2 separate regions of the Mus musculus genome follow, and region 1 is linked to region 2. A link is a contact called in public Hi-C data. All regions are on one chromosome and are shown on one strand. Each heading gives the region's core, a stretch centred on a gene start, on an enhancer-like site or on the middle of the called end of the contact. The rest is flanking DNA. Distances are from core to core; before and after follow the strand shown.

What was found. Hi-C and Micro-C count contacts between places; a contact is called where the count stands out from the background.
Region 1: a contact with region 2 is called in a Hi-C map of cerebellum, with 1.9 times the contacts expected there. The contact joins two enhancer-like sites. A contact is called at or near these places in 4 of 484 Hi-C or Micro-C datasets (cerebellar granule neurons, cerebellum, cortical neurons and 1 more).

The regions. Positions count from the first base shown.
Region 1 is chr17:68,839,845-68,845,547 of GRCm38.p6, forward strand. It overlaps Tmem200c (transmembrane protein 200C), which reads left to right. Exons shown (of 2, transcript NM_001206661.1): 2 at 480-3,294. The coding sequence starts at 580. The coding sequence ends at 2,493. Among named protein-coding and RNA genes, the nearest start is that of Tmem200c, 5.6 kb to the left of the region's middle. Within about 2 kb of position 1,672, at least 84 of the 459 cell types and tissues checked have an H3K27ac peak or open chromatin away from gene starts, as enhancers often do. A contact at or near this core is called in cerebellum, where this site is marked.
Region 2 is chr17:68,708,079-68,714,694 of GRCm38.p6, forward strand. The region is part of intron 18 of L3mbtl4 (L3MBTL4 histone methyl-lysine binding protein); the gene reads left to right. Among named protein-coding and RNA genes, the nearest start is that of Tmem200c, 130 kb to the right of the region's middle. Within about 2 kb of position 2,888, at least 5 of the 459 cell types and tissues checked have an H3K27ac peak or open chromatin away from gene starts, as enhancers often do. A contact at or near this core is called in cerebellum, where this site is marked.

The sequences.
Region 1 (5,703 bases), core at 422-2,921, 130 kb after region 2:
CTTTCAAGAACTGTTTGGTGACTTTGGGCCCCACTTGGGCAAATGTCCTGGCTCAGAGGCCTGGTACACCAGAGGCCCCTGCTTTGGGAAACTTTTCCATTGCAGTGAGAGGCAGGGGTAGGGTATGGGGAAAGGCTCTGACCAAGAAAGTCCTCAAACATTACTTTTGAGTCTCCACATCCACAGGATTTACAAGTATGTCAGGGCTCCCACTGGCTGCCAGCCAGGAAGCTTTCAGATAGAGGGTCTTGGAACATGTGGGGGATGGGATGGGGAGAGAGGAAAGTTTTTCTCAAACTGGTTCAAACCACCGTTTCTTTCCATCGCACAAACTGGTCTTTGATTTGTGTACACAGCTTTGGGGTGGGGGTGGAGACACACCTGGAGTTCCATCCAGGGGCAGGGGCAATCCTGGCACGTGGGCGGTTTCCGGCAGCCAAGCCCAGCACCCTCTGACTGTGTTCCTCTACTTTGCGCAGGAGGAGGTGACCAAGCAGCTAGTGGGCAGCTGGCGCTCCCCCCACACAAGCTTCAGCCGCAGCAGCCCTACGGGCTAGCCTTGCATTCCACCAGTTCACCATGATCGCCACCGGTGGCCTACTGAGAATATCTGCGAGAAAGCAGGATCCTCTCCGGCCCCCCAGCCAGGTCCCTAAGCGCAAGAGGAAAGCCAAGAAGAGGCGTAAAAACGACGTGGTGGTGGTGAAAGGCAAACTGAAGCTGTGCTCCATCTCGGGGCTCATTGCCCTTTGTGGGATCCTAGTGCTATTGGTGGGCATAGCCATGGCCGTGGTGGGCTACTGGCCAAAAGCCAACGCCGCCAACAGAGGTGGGAGCAAGCAGTTACTGCCTGTGGGCAGTAGCCATCGCATTGGGGCCATCAGCAACAGCAGCAATGGCAACAAAAACCCAGCCAAGAGCCACTCTGGGACCCCAGGGGGTGCCAACTCCAGTTCTGTGGGCGGGCCCTGGAGTCCGCCTCCTGCAAGATCTGCAGCCACCTCCTCTTCCTCTTCCTCTTCCTCTTCCTCTTCCTCCTCCACGTCGGTGGGCTTCTTCTTCCGAATCTTCTCAGGCTACTTGCACTCAGACAAGCTAAAGGTCTTCGGGCCCCTCATCATGGGTATAGGCATCTTCCTCTTCATTTGCGCCAACGCGGTGCTCCATGAGAACAGGGACAAAAAAACTAAGATCATCAACCTGCGGGACCTCTATTCCACTGTCATCGACGTGCACAGTCTCCGCGCCAAAGATCTGGCAGCAGCTGCTGCTGCGGCCGCCGCGGCTGCGGCTTCCTCCTCCGCGGCTGCCCCCGGCTCCGCGTCCCACGGGGCAGCGCCGCTCAATGGCTTTCTCAGCTACGTGCAATCTCGAGGCCTGGAGCTGAAGCCAGGCAGCTGCGCGGGCTCTGCGGACGCCTTTGGGGCTGCTGCAATGCTGGCCAGGGGTTCATGGCCCCACCCCACTGGGCTGGACGGAGGCAGCGGTGAGACTCAGGAGGCAGGGTCCCCGCCGGACCTGGCTTCATCTCCGCGCTGTCCACGGGAGCCCCCAAGTCTGACAGAGGCCGTGTACAGCATCTACCGCGAGCGCTCCAGTAGGGCTGGCCATCGCCGGACCACAGTTGCCGCGGTGGCTGCGGCCACTGCCACTGTCACCGCGGCTGCCAGCGGCGGCAGCAGCCCGGCGCCCTGCAGCCCAACCGGGAGTTGGGGGCGCCAGAGCACCACCAGCTCCCTCGTGGGCTCCTCGCTGAGCGCCTTCGCCCTGTTGCCCTTGCAAGGGGATCGGGACAGAGACGGGGACTCGGAGGGCGCAAGCTGCAGCTGGCATAGACCTCCCGGGGAACGCGGCTCCCGGGATCTCCCCAGGGGAGAACTGGACCTGAGCCTGACCGACCTCCGGGGAGCCGAGGGAGGAGCGCGCTGGGCTTCCTGCGAGCCCGGGGAGCCCGAGGGCGCGAAGACAGCACGCACCGCCAGGGGGCAGGGCGGCCGCTTGCCCAGGACCCGCAGGTACGCGGCCTGGCGGCGCCGCAGCACCAGTGGGCTCCCGGACTATCGGGCTCCACCGTCGCCCGAGCCCCCACCCTCCTCGAGCGCAGAGAACCTGGACTCAGGCCCCTCTGCTACAGCCGCCACGCCCTCGCTCCCTCTGCGCCCCGAGGAGGACTCGCCCCGCGTCCGGCGGGATTCCCACAGTTCTCAGTCGGATGACCAGTCCAGCAGCAATAAGGGCTACACCCCCCTGAGGGAGGCTGACACCTCTGTAGAGTCGGTCGTGGATGTGGTGGCCAAGAAAAGGCTAGACTGTGAGGATGTTACAGATCCCAGTACTGAGCACAGCTCCCCCGAGGGTCCCAGTCCAGGGCCAACTAGGGCGGAGCCTCTGTCTGTGCAGAGGCAGTTTACAAACAAGGAGAAACTCTTCCTCATTTCCAGGTCTCACACCCCAGGAGTAGAAGACCCCGAATTGAAAAAGTCTTCCAACTAGGGAGGGCGGGACAGGGAAAGGAGACACGCTGGTAGAGTCCCACTGGACTCTGCATTAAAAGCCCCACCCACCCACCCTACCCCGATTCCCCTGTGGACAGGTCCGAGGAAACCATTCAATATCCAAAGAGCTGCAGAATATTATCCTTGAATTACGTTCACAAGCTTCCTGTAGATAACTCAAGCAATTTTTTTTAAAGAAACAAAGTCGTCTTTTTACGTCCGATGGTGATTGTACGTTCGATGAAAACCAAATGTATTAAAAGATCACAATCTAGTTCATTAGATGAAACTCTCTTAATTTTCTTAGGATCAAAATAATATATTTTTGACAGTAACTCTGTACTTTACTCCTATTTTTCTTTGTCCAGCCCCGCCCAGCTTCCCTCGCTCCTGGACTCTGCTGCTGACTTCATCCGTAGCTGCTTGTAAAGGAATAACAAGCTTTTTATTTCTGCCCTCTTGCAGAGTCTAGAAGAGTTTGTGTCAATTCTCTTAGAATTGAACTTTCTAGGTGGAGTCAAAGCCCCAAAGCATGAGTATTCGGGAACGAGGGCCCCCTTGCCTCACCCCACGCTTATCTACAGCTGTCCAAAGGATTCTATTTTTTAAAAGGGATATTTGAATTTTGCTACCAGGGTATGTGAAGACCAGAGGGCGCCAGCAACTACACTGGATTGTGACATTCTTAAACTCACAAGACCAAGTACACCATGCATTACTGAGTATTATCACACTTGTATGGAAAATAACATTAATATTTAAAGTCTTTTTTTAATAAAAAGTTCCCAAACAGTTAAACATAATATCGCCTCATTTTGCTTGAGCTCTCGTGGTTCTAGAGCACAGGAAGCCCCTAACAATTTCTCTCCTAAATCCAAAATATAATATTTGCCTGTTCAGACTGTAGTCACCTTCTCCCAGAGTGACAGAGGGTCGTCTGTGAAGGTGTGAGTGAGCCAGCCAACCCATTTCCAGTATGTTTTTAACTTGAAGACAGAGGCAAGCATGTGACCCCTGTGTATTTCTTTGAATAAGTAGTATATTTTTTTCTATAATACTTGTAGTTAACCTGAAGTTTAAATTACAGGGATGCCAGGCTTAAAAACTCCCTTCCCACCCATGAATGTTTCTCTATTTGATTTTGATTTGGGGTCCATGTTCCTGCATCTCTGGCTGACATAAGCCACACAGTCATGCTATAATAATTCTGAAATAGTTCACAATCTGTCAGCTAGCCAGTTTTCAAGGCCAGAAAACAAAACAATTTACAGTACTGCTCCTTCTTCTTTGGAGTGTGACCTGCGACTTCATGGCCTAAGACATAACCACTGCTTTTAAAGAAAACCTGGTGACAGATGTGCTCGTATGGCTCCTCGCGCCATGCTGCAGAAGGTACATGGATTTGGGATAGAAGGATCTCATGGCATTTGCTAGCTGTGGAACTCTTAAGGGCAGACAAACAGACCTCTGCCCTCAGATCTGTAAGATGAGGTTAACAAGAGCCACAAAGCTCTAAAGGAAGCTACTACACAGCTGAGAGGGAGAGCAGAAGCCAGGCTTAGAGCACAGTCTCTAGTGGAATTTCTGAAGAGATACAATTTATCCCAGGGGCTATTGTCATTATGTCTACCCTTGTGATGTATCTTCTGCCCGCTGCAGCAGAAGGCCAGGCCCCACCCAGGGGCTTCTGCAATCTGGGGTGGTTATTCATTATCTGCAGAAACACAGACAAATCTCTTAATCCTTTTGGGCCTCTGGTGAACGATGTAATCTTTGTGATCCCCTTCAGCTCTAAGAGCTTAACTTAAATTCAGGGTATTGGGTTTATGCTGGATACAATCTTATATTTGTACACACAACTTAGCAAAAGATATGCTCCATAAACTTCCATATAACTTTCTGTAATGAAATTTAAATGGACCTAATGTTTCCTCAAACTATACACACTAAGCTAATAACTTGAGTCTCTGGATTAATTTATTGAGCTTTTCTATAAAGCAAAAGTGAGTTTCTAACAGATGAGAGAGACAAACAAGTACAACACCCCTCCCCCATCATTGTATCTTCATTCATTCTACTGTTAGAGAGTATGTTATTTAAAAGTTAACCAAAAAAAAAAAAAAAAAAAAAAAAAAAAAAAGGCCTGGATATTTTTCAGTGCTGTTTCCAGTCCCCAGAACATATAACAAATTATAAAGTTATTCTCTCTTAGCTTAACTAAGGAGGGATGGGCAGAATAAAAAATTCCCCTGCAAACCAGAAAATTCAGCCTAAATGACTGACTGACTGCAGTTACTCATACTGATGGGTTAATTATTTGGATCATTTTACATAAACACTAATTGCCCATGTTAATTTCATATAGAGGCCTCCTGAAGTTAAATCCTTAAGCAACCTAACCTAGCTCAATATCAAGTGCTACTCTGTATGTCCTGTGGTGATTCACAGCCTTAACAACTATAGAGAACAAATCTGCAATAGCCATGCTAATTTTTTCTTACTATTTACTGAGGTCCATGTATTTATCTCCCAGCTTCATATATAAGATCAATGAACCTGCGTGGCAGCTCTACTTCCTGACCACAGAGAAACAGCCTGAAGTCAAAGGATGGAGGGCTTGCCCAGGGCTTTAGATATGGTCAGTTGTAAAGGTTTTACAAAGATTTACAAAGATTTAGACCTGCTGGTGAATGATGGGATGTGATTAGAAATTCTGGAGACTATTTCAATCTTTTTTTTTCTTTCTTTACTTCCTATTAGATGTCCTTGCAGGGCCACTCATACAGATGTGCAGAGAAATGCTAGGATCCAGTCAGATAGAAAACCAATGCTTGTGTTTGAATGCAGCAAATGGCATAGGTATGCATTTATGTAAGTTTTCAGAGATCTCTGGACCCAATCAGTAAGGATACTTGGACTTTCCAGACCATAGAATTCCCCACCTTTTATGTATAATAAACACAGCTTTGGAGATTTAGAAAGACCACATCAACCTGTTCAGGGCAGAGCAGCAATGGTGGGAGAAAGGTGCTGAGCTGTTTGCAGTGACAGCAGGTTTGTTCCCTCTTCCTTTGAACTTCTGCCCTGTACTGAGTGAGGGGGTCTCCATTGAACTGCTCAGACTCTCCTCTCAGTCTCTCTTGCTATACAGTAGGAATTAAAGCGGGACCTACCTCACAGAGACCAGGTACTGACAAAATGGCTTAAT
Region 2 (6,616 bases), core at 1,638-4,137:
CTCAAATAATAGGCTTTCAAAGACCCTCCTGATACTGTCTCCAGCCCCTTATCCACAGCCCTCCTTTGGATTTGTCGCCCTCCCTCTTCTGTTTTCAGCTTCCTTATCTCTGGTACATCCTCTGCTCTTAGCTCCCATCCACTCTATGCCTGGCTGCCTCAGAATCACCCTTCACCCTCAGCATGGATACCTCTTTCCCTTCTGCTGTCACCACCCCTCCTCCTCTCCTCTCCACTGGATTGTGGACATCTGTTCTTCCAACTCAAACCTGCTCGCCCAGCCCTGGCCTTTATTTACATTGTTTTCATCAGAGTTTACTTCTCTACTCTTCATAGAGAGCCAATGCATCATGAGGGCAGGAGTCACACCACGCGTGTTCAAACCTATGGTGACCATCATGGAATATGGAATAAAGTTCGATGGAATAAATTGTGCTGCTTGAGACTATAGATGCATAGAAAGGCATATACCCTTATATTTTATAAGTAAAAGATATTTATCATAAGCATAGTCATAGAAATATATACAAAATCCAAGTTAGTGTAGAGCAGACAGTGGTTAACTATGGAAGGCCCAAGGAGGAATTTAAAAGAGAACATCTTCTCTGCATGGCAGGAATGTTGCACACATCGGATCTCAACAACATGAAGTCTAGGAGCCCAAACAAGCCCTGCATTATGACCACAGCAGTCAATGGGCCCATGAGGGTGAGGGAATTTCTCAAGCTCCATCCCTAGGTGATAAGAGACAGGCAATAAATGGGTGTTGAAAGAGGAAGATGCAGTTTTTCCCCCAGGGAAGATCCCACTAAAAGGTCCTCCAGTTCCAGCTAGTCATCCCTAAATGTGTGTGTCTATGAGCTACAGTCAGTGACCTCAGTGGATTGTCTGTAAGTGGATGTGTGCATACATGTGTGTGTGTGTTAGCTATGTGTATTTACTAGTAATTATTTAGAGGTCATGAATTTGAGGTGGGATGGCGGTGACAGAAGGGGAGTTGCAGGGGTAGTTGGAGGGAGGAGTGGAAATGGTATAAATACAGTGCTCATGTATAAAATTCTCAAAGGAGGAGGAGAAGGAAAGAAAGAAGAGGAGGAAGAAGAGAGGAAGGAAAGAAAGAAAGAAGTGGAAGAAGAGAAAGGAGACAAGTAGGAGAAGAAGGAGGAAAAGGAGGGGGAAAGAAAGGAAGAAAAAGAAGAGAAGGGAGAGCGTAACCCTCGACAAACCTGTGTGGAGGAGTCAAAAGAGTAGCTTAAGTGGCATGTACAGGAAGCAGAGGGCTTAGCAGATGTCCAAACCACAAAAGCTACTTTATCCCCCGAGTGAATTTGAAGCTCTTTGCCCATTCTTGAATATACATGAAGATGAATGAGAGAAATAGAACCTATTATAAAATTACAAACTTCAGCCTGAGTCAAGAGATGGAAATCCCTAGAGTCTCATAGGTCATAGATCCCTTGTCTCTATTAAACTGTAATAAATGGTTAAGAACACATGGAGAAACTTCATATTGCAAAACCCCTTAAACTCCAACCTGGGGGAATTCTTTGCTCTATTGCTTTTCTGCATTAGAAAATTAGATTACTAATTCATAGAGTGTCTTGATTCATCTACAATTTATATTCTTTATAATCTGATGTAATAAACTTCTTCCCTGTTCCTCAACTTTACCACCCTTGGACACTCAACTTTAGATTTAAAAGCAAAGAAATAAACATACAAAAATAACAGCATATGTGGCTGAATTCCACATGGCAGAAATGCTTTTGAAAATACATTATTATAACCCTGATCAGAAGATATCAATGTATTTTTAGCACCCTGGGAAAAGATATGTCCCGTAAATCTAGTCTCTATAGTGCTGGTTATACAAAGTATCTCAATTCTTTAATTCTAAGAGTCAGGTACTTTGGCATGCCTTTCAGAATGTTGTCAGATTTATTTCAGTTTGTCTAGGTGCCTGTGACAAGGTTTTTATTCATATCCTTGCTTACCATCAGGCAACTTTGCTAGAATCCCATTTCTATTTTTAATATTGGACTAGTCAAACACCGTGTTTTCCAGTTTTCTACCAAATCTTAAGTCTTGCTGAGCGTACAGCACAGTCATGTAATTGGTTTGACATTCTCCAAACATTTACCCAGTTATCTAAGAACTCCTCCTGTTCAGGTGTGTGGTGTATATATACCCACGGACCCTTGGAGTTCTGGGTAGGAGGGAAATGGCTAGGTTTTAATCATTTGACATGAACAGCTGTTCCCATTACATGTGCATGTGAAACATCTAAGTTAGGACCACTGAAGTCATTAATAGTTGGTACTAACTGCCCAACCTTTGTATCATGACTGGAATGTAGACCTCTGTGTACAGCAATGGGTCCTTGGTGTGCTTCAGAATCAGGTACCCGAATAGCATTTATATCAGAGCTCACAGCATTTCCAGCCCTACCCAAGTCACTGCCACTATGGCACTGTGGAAACAGAGGCAGACGAATATGTATGTTTATAATTCTGTAATTGATTTGTATAGCTCAAGTCAGGCTCCTCCTCCAGTGGATCTCAGGCTGACTTTATAGTCTCCCCTTCTGCTTCAGGACTCTGCCATCTGTCATACATGTCTGCATCTCACATGTTCTCCTCTTTCCTTTATCCTCCAGCTGCTGAAATCCTAGGCATTGCTTAGGCTTCACCCTAAACCTGTTTCCAGAGAGTCTAATTCAGTGGGGGTGGCTGGAGTCGGGCCAGAACACACTAACTGCAGTGCACTCCACATTCGCCTATTGTTTAAGCTTCTATTCTTTTCCAGTTCCTGAGCTCAGGAATAATTGTTCCTTTCCCTTCATCCCACTACCCAACACTCCAGGTGCTGCCATGACGGGCTCCTCTCCAGGTCTGGCCTCTCGCATAATTGGCAGTTTTCAGGGCCAGGACACACACTGTCTTCAGCTTCATGTCCTGCCCTTAATTCGTTGCCTGGCATAATTCAGAAAATGTGCCAGGCAGACACTAGTGTTTGGTGACATAACATGTATTTATAATTTAAAATTACAGTGTAAATTCTAGAACAGTAAATAAAATTCCACAGCTGCTGCTCCATGACTCACTACCAGTATCAAGAGTAGACTGGTTTCCTCTTATCTAAGGAAGCTGTAGGGTGGCATTCCTCGAACTGTCCCTTCCTGAGACATTTTTTTGATTGCCAGGAAGCCGAGGGTGTCTGTTTTCATTTTCATCTAAACCATTTTATGCCTTTCCTTCAATTCCAGATTTTACAATGTTTTTCCAAGGAGGAGAAAGACATAGTCCTCTGCTGGTCACGTTAAAAGCTTTTGTTGCTCTCTTCTATCATTTTTGCCAATTTTAAACAGTAGACTAGGGTTGTCCTGCCACCTACATAGCCCAGCAGGGCTGCAGGCCTCACTCCCAGACACTAGTTCAGATAGAGCTCTGCCACGCCCTCTGCCCTATGCCTCTCTCCCCACCCAGCCTCTCTCCAGCCTGCTCTTCACATCACTTTCTTAGGCCTGCTGCTCTCACTTGCCCCCTCCCCTCTGCTTAGCGGTCCACACTCCAAGTCTTAGCTTTTCAGATGTCATAATTAGGGTTTCCATTGCTGTGAAGAGACACCATGACTAAGGCAACTCTTATAAAGGATATTTAGTTGGGGCTGACTTACAGTTTCAGAGGCTCAGTCCATTATCCTCAAGGCAAGAAACATGGCAGGGACCAGGAAGGCATGGTGCTGGCATAGCTGAGAGTTCTATATCTTGTTCTAAAGGCAGACAGGAGAAGACTACTTCCAGAAAGCTAGGAGAAGGTTATCAAAGTCCACCCCCACAGTGACACACTTCCTTCAACAAGACCACACTTACTCTAACAAGGCCACACCTCCAAAGAGTGCCACTCCCTGGGCCAACCATATTTAAACCACCATATCAGATTAGGCAGAAGTAGTAGGACTCTGGTCTGAGTTAGGAGCCTTCCCTGTTCTATTTGGTTATCATAGATAATGCCCACTTGACAAATCCTAGTGAACTTGTCTCTTGCTAACTAATTCCCCTTAGAGCATGTTTCACCTAAGAGCTGTATCATAGCTGGTTGTTTTGTTTTGTTTGTTTTTTGTTTTGTTTTGTTTTTTGTTTGTTTGGTTGGTTGCTTGTTTTTCCTGGTTACTTCTTATTCTTCATGATTGACTAAATTTTAATAAATATTTTTGTGGAATGGCAGGAAGAACACAGTAGTTTTTAGGTGGTGATATATACAAAGGCACTTATTTAGGAGAAAGAGGAGCCCTCAAGACCACACCCCACTGTACCTGATAAAACATAGAGAACAACAGCTGGTTGGTTCTCCCTGAATATGCTCTTCCCTGCCTTTTCCTGGCCACTGATATATTCTGCAAAAAAAAAAAAAAGTATTTGTGTTGAAGACACCAAAATACTCCCTAGGGAACAGTAAGAGAATAAAAAGTCACAGCCTCTATGTGAAATGGCCCAAAAGAGATTTGAACTGTAGCTAAACAGAGATATGAGTGCACGGTTAAGATAAGAACAGAGATTTGTACTTGGGATCAGTGCCTGCAGGATGAACCCGAAACAGCCATCCTCCTCCGAGGCTCTGGCACCTGACCTGGAAAGATTTTCTCTTCCTTTTAACAAAAAGACTTAATTGCAACAATGGTACCATTTCAGTAAGTGGGTCATCCACATTCATCATGGCTTCAGCTACACACCGAAACACTCCAAAGAGTCCTTTGTCTTCTCTGGAACATGGTCTGTTTCCTGCCCTAAAGATAACCCATTCATTATTCGTTATCCCATTTATAAACCTTGGAATGCAGAGACTTCCCACATTTTGTTCTAAGCTATGTTTGGTCTTGGCTGGCCCTGACTACCTCAAGCAGGTACCTATCTTCTGTGATGGTCACAGGACACAGTGGGGAAACTGCTCTGGGCCCTGATTAATTTATATGTGCTCTTTCCTCTAAAGTATCATTCTGAGGTCTCCTCTTATCCATGCCTTTGCTTTCTGTGGCCTTAGCTACCTGCGGTCAACTGTGTTCAGAAATTCTTAAGTCGGAAATACCAGAAATAAATAATGTATGGATTGAAAGTTGTGTACTTTATGAGCAGTGTGATGAAATGGCACATTGTCCCGCCACACCAGACCTCTGATCACTTTGGCAGGCATCATCATGGTGTCCATGATAGCCACCTACTAACTGCTATCTTGGTTCTCATGGAGACACAGTATTATAGTGGTTTAAGTTGAAGTAAGTGATTATTACTGTATTAATAATTGTTCTATTTTATTATTTATTGATAATCTCTTACTACGTCTTTTTAAATAAGTAAGATGTTTGCATAAGAAAAAAATCCTAGCACTATAAACAAGTGCAAGCTGTCAAAGACTATTTTTGGGCTCTTGAGACACATGTTTACTCTGTGCATTTTTAAGTTCTCACACCCAGTGCAGAGTTGAGGAGCTAAATATATATATATATATATATATATATATATATATATATATATATATATATATACATATATATATTTAAGAAAATGGTCATTCCTAACTGGTATGGTAAACAACAACAGGTACATCCCATGTAAAGGGACACACTGAAATGTCCCTTTACTCCTGAGACATGAAAGAAGACATCCCCCAAGTTGGACACACCCAGGCATGGTACAATTGGCTTTGCACCAGTCATTCTCCCTTCTCCTCGTGAAAGCGTCATAAGCACGATGCTTCCCTGACCTGACTTTCTTCCCACACCTTCAGCTCTCAACTTCTTAATTTAGAGTTAGCTTGAAAGCTTTTGCATTCTTCAGACCTTACTTTCTTTCTTTATAGAGAGTCCCTCCGGGGTATGACACTTCCACCATAGACCTTCTCTTTGCCCTGATTCTCTGTCTGAGAACGACCCTTCCTTAGTCTAACTACAGTCAGAAGCCAGAGTAACAGCAATGGCTTCTCTATGGATATCACTGTCTAGAGAAGCAGGGTCCTATTGCCTCTACCTCTTGGTTTTTCTGTTCATCTGTGTCTCCCCATTTGAGCTGAGGCTACCCAAACCTGAGTGCTGTCAAGGCTCACCCAAATACCAGGAGGGCTAGTCCTGTCCTTCATTCATTTTCCTACTCTCTGATCTCACACAAACCACAGTGACATTTTGAATGTCAGACAGAATCCTGTCATATTTCCACGGAAGCTCTTCAAAGCCTCTATGTTGTTCTCACGGCAGAGTCAAGTTTTGCTAACAAAATTCTTCCTTCTAGTCTCTCCTTCACCACCCCTGTCTCCCAGGCTCTCTGTTCCCTTTCGCTGGCCTAAGGTCCAGTCATGTCTCCACTTGTGCTCTCCCTCCTCCCTCCTCCCTCCTCCCTGTTGGCAAACACACATGCAAAAGCCTAACCTGTACCCAATAAATCAGCTAGAACCCAGCATGGACTCTCCAAGAAGCCATGTGGGATGACTGGAGAACTGAGTCCGTCTCTCTCCCAGCAAAACGGTTTCTGCTTCCTCCTGAGACCCAACCCCCACACTGTGGAATTGCAACTGTTTGTATATTCAGTGACAAACTGCAACAAGGATGAGTGAACGGGAATATGAAGA